Regions from separate parts of the Bombyx mori genome. Here region 2 is linked to region 1. A link is a contact called in public Hi-C data. All regions are on one chromosome and are shown on one strand. The core of a region is the stretch at or near the end of the contact, and the rest is flanking DNA. Distances in the headings are between cores, read along the strand shown.

Region 1 (3,600 bases), core at 593-3,092:
AAATTAATAATTACGATATTATAACAGGTATAGTAATGGTCGCCCAGTAGTCGAAATTCAACTATTATTGATTGAAATTATAAGTTTGAACATTAATATGGTTCTATAGTCAAAGACTTTACTTTCATAATCACAAATTTGGCCAAGACTACATTATAGACAAATAATATTAAAGACAAACAATATTTATCTATTCTCAATTTGACCACAAACTTTAACAATGAACAAAAGAGTATATATGCGTGTGTGTGTCAAATACACGGTAGTGTGTGTAATGTTTTATTTATCGATTTAATGTATGTATTTCTTATACATAATTTAAAAAAATTAGCATTCTGCACCGCTTCTCTATGTTCTCTATAAGTGTGAGAAATTTCGTACACCTCCGTCTGCGCAATTTTCGTAAAAAGGTGTACAAAGTTTTTGCTTCACGTATTAATATATAGGTGTAGGATTGGTAAGAACGGAACGTATGAATAGAGTGTGGAACGGAGCGTTAAGATGTTAGTGAGAGAAAACGGAAAGAAAGAGAGAAGAGAATGACAGATAGAATGACAGAGAATTGGAAGATGGCGAAGACGGTTGAAAAATGAGTAAGACGTAATAAAATTAGTGTTAATTATTAATTACTATTATAATAGAAGATTTTGGAATAGTGTAGTTTTTATTTTATGCGCTGCGATCCCTATTCCACATAGAGATTATATTTCTCTTGTATATTTATTGGAATGTGATACAATATATTTTAATGCGATAAGGCAATGCCACAGCACGTTTGTTTGACTGATAGCGAGTGCCTTAAGCATCAGTCCGCCACTGTACCTACCTACTATTGTCTTCTTAGTCGTTTGATTCTTGATAGAGTGGTCGAGTTCATTGCGTAGCTTTTAAGAAGGAAGGTCTGAAACGTCTTACGGTACCCCGCCATGTCTTGTGCATAAAGTTAAATACCTAAATAAATAGTTTACGTCTCGTTTAACGCTAGTGGTGGATATACAAATGATTTTTTTATATTTTTATTTATTCAGAAAATTAAATTGTCTGTATGGTTGTCGTTGCTCGTGAACATCGGCATTGTCACTGTCAATGAGTGTGCTTAGAGCGAAAACTAAAGCCATCTCATAAACTTTATACTACTTAGTCGAAATTTTAGAACTAGATTTATACATTATTAAATTTATAATTTTTTTAATGTATCAAAACAAGTATTGGGTTTTTAACCTTTTTTTATCTAAAACTTTATTAACAATTATCTACAAATAAACCATTGGTCAATAAAATCTTATAAACTAAACTAACAAAATTATTTACAAGTTATTAAAAAAAAAACCACAAAACACAGGAAACATGAATATACACTAAGCTCTACAAGAATTCCTCAAGTGCTCTACCCGCAGGTAGAGCTGCAGGTGTAGAGCACGACCAATGATTGATAATGGCACATTATGCGGCCGACACCGAATGTCGTTTTGTACCAGAGGAGGCCATTGAAGTAGCGCGATAATAAAGCAAAGTGCCAAGAAAATATAGAATAATACCGGCTGTCCGGTACACGACCCCCGTCTGCCGACCCCTGGCCCCCACGCCACGGACTATTCATTTCTCACAATTAATCAAAATTATATCAGCGCTGCCATTTAATACAATGTCGGTTTAATTCGCTTGCCAATAAGGCTCCGTTTCGAGTACTGCGGCGTCACGTAGGCGTGTCCCCCGCGAAGAAATCTGGCCAATAGAGTGCGGTAACAAAATATCCGTATTGGCTATAAGTAGGCTCCGCCTGCGTGGCCCGGGGGGCTGGTGAGTGATTTCCGAAACGGCGCATTGTAAGTCAGCGGGGGATCCGCTTGTGTCCTTTCGTCGTTGCGGCTGCCGTAAGCGTTTCAGTTCCGAAACGTCGTAACGTGTATCGGGGGGGTGGTGAAATACGATGGTTTGACAGTGAACCTCGGGAGCCAGCACGCCGAGGGGGGTCCTCTCGTTTTTACAAAGCGCCCGGCGGTGTACCGCTCAGAAGCGCTGCGGACGCCGGACAGAGCGCTCGTGTCGCGTTTTTAACACGATACCAACAATTTTCCGCGAATTTCAATCGCACCTAAATTCTAACTTTAAGTAAACTTGTAGCCTAAGCGAGGCCTAATCTACTCTAGTTTAATAATTATTAAGTGAATTTTCAAACATTGAATTAGTGTGACTTGTAAACGAATGGTCTAATATTGTGATAAAATTTCCAAAAAAAAAACAAGACAAAGATACATGTCTTCAGTTATGTAAGCTGAGATCGTAGCGAGTGGTCAGATACTGTTTCGCTCAAAATGCAAGCGATGAGCGCTAACGCAAGCGCTCCCAGAGCACCCCAGCGCTCTCCATTCGCCATCCAAGAGCTGCTAGGTCTCTCCGATAATCGGGAGAGCAGAGAGAGATACTTCGAGAGCAGAGATGGAGATAGAGTACTCAATTTATCTGAGAGCAGAGAGCCCCGGTCGGCTTACACTCCTCAGTTTCCTCTGCCGGCCTCTGTTGCGAGTCGCGTGGCCTATGCAGCAGCTTTCAATGCTCAAGCTGCAGTAGCCGCAGCCTTCCTCCCGGGTCCTCCATTACTGCATCATCCACCAGGTAAATACCTATAGTATTTTGAGATTCTCACGCGATTTAACTTTGTAATTTTGGCCTAAAACACAAATTAACGTTATCGTTTCTAATCAATTTAGAGCTGTTAGATTTGTTTCATGACAAAATATATTTTGTTTGTTGTGCAATATCGGTGTGAATTTACAATTTCGGTACTAAAATATCCGATTTGTATTGAGCGAAATATTGAAATGAAGATCAATTTAGATAGTCCAAGTAGACTTTTGAGAAGATAGAATTAAAAAGAAGACTTACATGTCACTGTTGTTACAACAAAGATTGGTACATTAAACTACCTGTCCTAGTGAATGAAACTGGAAAAACCGCCGGGCCATTAGTAAACCATAAAAAAAAACATTGTAGTTAAATATTTGCTTCATTTGAACTAAAACCTTAACCTTTGCAAATGGTTACAATCCATATTAAGACACTAGTGAATAATTTCTACGAAATATTTACATATTCATACCTGAAAGTATTTAGTAAGGATATTATGATTATTTTTTAAGTTACGCATCATAATCTTGATTCAACAATTAATGTAATCGAACCTCGACCGAGTGAGGTTTTGATTTTGGCTTTTAATGAAGATCTTTATTGAGAAATGTGTAAATGAATTCTTTGAATGTTCATAGTGATGTTTTTTTTTTATAATTATAATTAGCATTTTCATACGACAGACGATATAAAAGGTTGTGTGTTCGCTTTGAAAATGCCGACGGCCGGCTCAAATTACTCTTATTGTTCAAGCGGTTATAATGTGGCTTTTGTCTTTAATATTGAAGTGTTTAATTCGTTTAGTAAATCCTCATTCGAGTAAACACAGATTTGGATGCGTTAGGATAATCCGTAAGCATATGCGTCTAGGAAATCATAGCGTTAATAATCAGATGTAAAGCTATTTCATAAAAAACTACATACATATCGACGCTTGAAAGGCAAACGTGACTAAGCGACAATAACTGCTTT
Region 2 (3,600 bases), core at 637-3,136, 46 kb after region 1:
ATATAAAACACATGCACTAATTGAGTTATATTGTTTCGTTTTCATTATTACATTATGTTCGGTACGTTTGTGTAAACTTCACCTTCTAATGTGTGAACAATATGATAATTACGACAATTCATTTAATGAGAACATTAAGTTTTCGCACGTGACGACTATATAGGTATGTAGGCCGTTTGAGGTTAGTAATTAATGGGCGCGTATAAACTATTCGAAATTGAAACTGAAATCTGTCATGGATGTTTTTTTTTTATTAGCTTTATATGTGGAAGGTATACGGAGCATACAGCCCAACCGATAAAAATTTTAGAAAGGAAACGTGGGTTTCTTTCATAAAAGGAAAGAGATTTGAAATTACCAAAAAAAAAAGATCTATTCGAGTAGCGTTTACTATCAACGTAGATATAAGCTGTGTCAGGGATATAATATTTTGATTTTTAAAAAAATACGTAGACTATGCAGTTTCAATACAGAAACCGTATTAATATAATTATAATAAAGTATGATCACAATCACGCTTTAAAGCCATTATAGGAGTGTAATGTTTTCAGAGTTAATGTATAAATGAGCTTTTTTACACCGTAACTTTTAAATTCTCGCACAAACCTGAAACAAATATCTTTGGAATCTTTAGATCATCCCGCTAACACTTGTTTTCTAACTATTTTGACTGGACTATGATTTCTTTTTAAATTAAATGTAGGTATTTAATATGATCGTCAGTGCGATGTGAGTTTTTTTTTTCTTCAGATTCTTTATCTTGGTATAATGGTTGGTAGTGGGGCTATTCCAACTACTAACAGTCCAAAAGGTGAGCCCACAATTTCACAACCTGAGAGAATTACTAACACTGACCCTAGCAAGAGCAGTGCTTCGCTGACCTTATCAGCGGGTCGGAATCGTGGCCCACCGAGAAGATCCGGTGAGAAACTCAGTGGAACTGAGAACTAATAGATCTCTCTCAATAAATCTCGGTACCATTCGTACTGAAAACTTGATTCTCGTCTTTGTATTGTCAATCATGTGAGTTCTACGTATAAATAGGACACAGTGGACCTGACTGTCTTTGCCCCTGGTATTACTGACGTCGTAGGGTGACCAAATTTGGCTTAGTTAATCAATTTGTTTTTTTCGTCATTATATAAAAATCTTTTCCTTGAGCAATAAAGTTGAAGCCCAGGTTTCATTTTTCAACACTGTATGTACATTTTTAAGCGCATAATTCATTTTAAAAATGAAATTGAAAATGAAAGCAACATTGAATTATAAACTATCCGTAAAAAGATAAACTATTGATAAAATAAAGAATGTGTGCGAAACAGGACTATCTCGTTGTCTCTCTCACACTCCAGCTCCGTAATGTCGTGACGCTTTTTTCACGCTTTTTTCACAATAAAATCATTTTTTCTTACACTATTTTTAATTCAAATTTATTAAAATTTAATTTCTATTTTTTAGTTGGATTTTCTATATAAGCGTATTTTTTTAGTTTTTTTAATCTATTATTTTTTGTACCTTAATCGTATTTAAAAGATTCAGGACCTAGTCATTTTTAAGGATTAGTATAAAAAGGCTTTTTGAAAACAACAATAACTGAAATGAAAGTGATGTTTAATTCTTATAACACGATGAGTTTAAATTTTAGTTAAATTGATGCTAAAACAAATTTGTCTTGTTTTTTTTTTTAAAACAACAGTAGTTTGATTATGATCTCATAAAACGAGCAGCCAAGTTCCCTAGTGTCAATTGATGCTCAAAAAAAATCCACGAACATTATTATTCCCAAAAAGAACGAACGCTGACCAGGACGGTTGCTTAAAAGCCCAAGATCATAATATCGCGTCACAAAAGGCTCTGGCCGCAGTACAATGGACCTTTAGCAGCTCAGTACAAGGCCTCGGTCGTTTTTCGTCGATTTTTGTTGACACCTGTCCGTGCGGGAACAAATAACGTGTAATGCGATATCGCGGTGAACTTTTTTCGATTGACGCGTTGCGAAGATTTCGCTGCTTAGACGCGTGAATGAGTTCACGGCTCTAAGTGATCACTGGGACCCATGAATTTTACAATGTCATCAACCGCATCGAGACAAGTGGAAGATTCAGCTGGGTAGTATGAAGACTATATATAACAGGGAAGTGGTACTTACATCTGCCTACAACATGAGCTTCCAACGTTGATTTTAAAAATTAAATTGTTCCGCGTTTTTTTTATTATTACGCGATGTTATATTTCAACATGGATGTCATTTTTGTTTGTGTTTGATTAGAAGGATTACTATCATTGATTTGAACCCCGCCGAATGGCTTTTTATCCCATAGGCCACAACGACCTCAAATCTGCTCGTGCCTATACCAATCTCTAAACCAATGATTTTGTTTTAGAATCGGTTTATATATTAATACGCATGTAAAATTATTGTTTAATTTCATAAAAGATTCGAGTGTCCGTTTGCGGAAACTTTTACCTTAATAACACATTCATAAAGCTCAATTTATAACGGTCTTATCGTCGCCAGTCAATAAACTTCAGTCTCGATACGCTTGATAGAATTAATCGTATTAAAAGAGTTCCCTGTGTTTGTATCACCGCTTCTTCTTAAGACTGTGGCTTTTTTTAACCGTTAGAAATTTATTTGAATTTCACAATTTGAATTTGGAATCTTTCCACATTTACAAATGTGACTTTTATATTATAGACCACGAAATTTCTAGACACGTCTAGTTTTGGTTTTATTACATACCTACATACATATTATGTACATTTATCAGTTTTAAGATTTTTAATTCTATTTTTTTTTTGTTTCATGTAATGTAGCAGTCCGACAATTTTACACAGGTAATGTTTTAAATTTAGTTTATTTTTAATGGTGTTTCTGTTATACTGGTTTTGGGTTAATTTTTATTTTACTTTTTTGAATGAATGAACGATTTAATACTGATCCGTTGTATCCATTACGTTTGTGGATTGGTAGACCAATAAATAGTGTTGCCAATTTTACTATTTTAAACCAAAAAAATATATATTAATAAGCTATGGTGTAGAAATTTTCATCATTAGCGATGATTTACAAAGTGACTGAATGTTTTCTTTTTCCGGAAATATAGTGGTACCTGCCCTTGCGAGTTCCCAACACGCGCTACCACCAGTAGCGTATTAACAGCACTCGATAACTCAGACTAAATAGCACCAAAACCCAAATCCGACTAATAACTCAGATTAAGGTACATTTTTTTAATTGTCAGATGAAATTACTAAGTACAAAAAATATAGGATGCATTTTACTTGATGGATTATTAATTTTAAATGATAATCGAAAATTAGAACTTGAATGTCAAGAAATTTAAACTGGTAGCTTGTCGAATGGATCTGATAACGCCATCTATGAATATTATTCGGAACTCTGTGTTTAAATTGAGACCTGAATTGAATTCCCTTAATGTTTTATTTATTTAATTGTTCTATTTAATACTTTCGGGTCACGAATAGGCTGATAATACGTGTACGAGATTAGGATGTGAATAGGGGGTTACGAATTAAAGAGTTAGGTGCGAAAATGAAGGAGGTTGCTATGGTCGGGTGATTTGGAAGAATCTTATA

What was found. Hi-C and Micro-C count contacts between places; a contact is called where the count stands out from the background.
Region 2: a Hi-C map of posterior silk gland shows a contact between it and region 1, with 2.0 times the contacts expected there. The contact joins the enhancer-like site here to the promoter of LOC101740372 in region 1. A contact is called at or near these places in 2 of 7 Hi-C or Micro-C datasets (posterior silk gland and whole pupa).

What each region holds. Positions count from the first base shown.
Region 1 is chr18:12,804,445-12,808,044 of ASM3026992v2, forward strand. LOC101740372 (visual system homeobox 2) reads left to right here and starts at 1,843. Exons shown (of 8, transcript XM_062673754.1): 1 at 1,843-2,616. The coding sequence starts at 2,316.
Region 2 is chr18:12,850,120-12,853,719 of ASM3026992v2, forward strand. The region is part of intron 2 of LOC101740372 (visual system homeobox 2); the gene reads left to right. Among protein-coding and RNA genes, the nearest start is that of LOC101740372, 46 kb to the left of the region's middle. Within about 2 kb of position 1,887, at least 1 of the 8 cell types and tissues checked has open chromatin away from gene starts, as enhancers often do.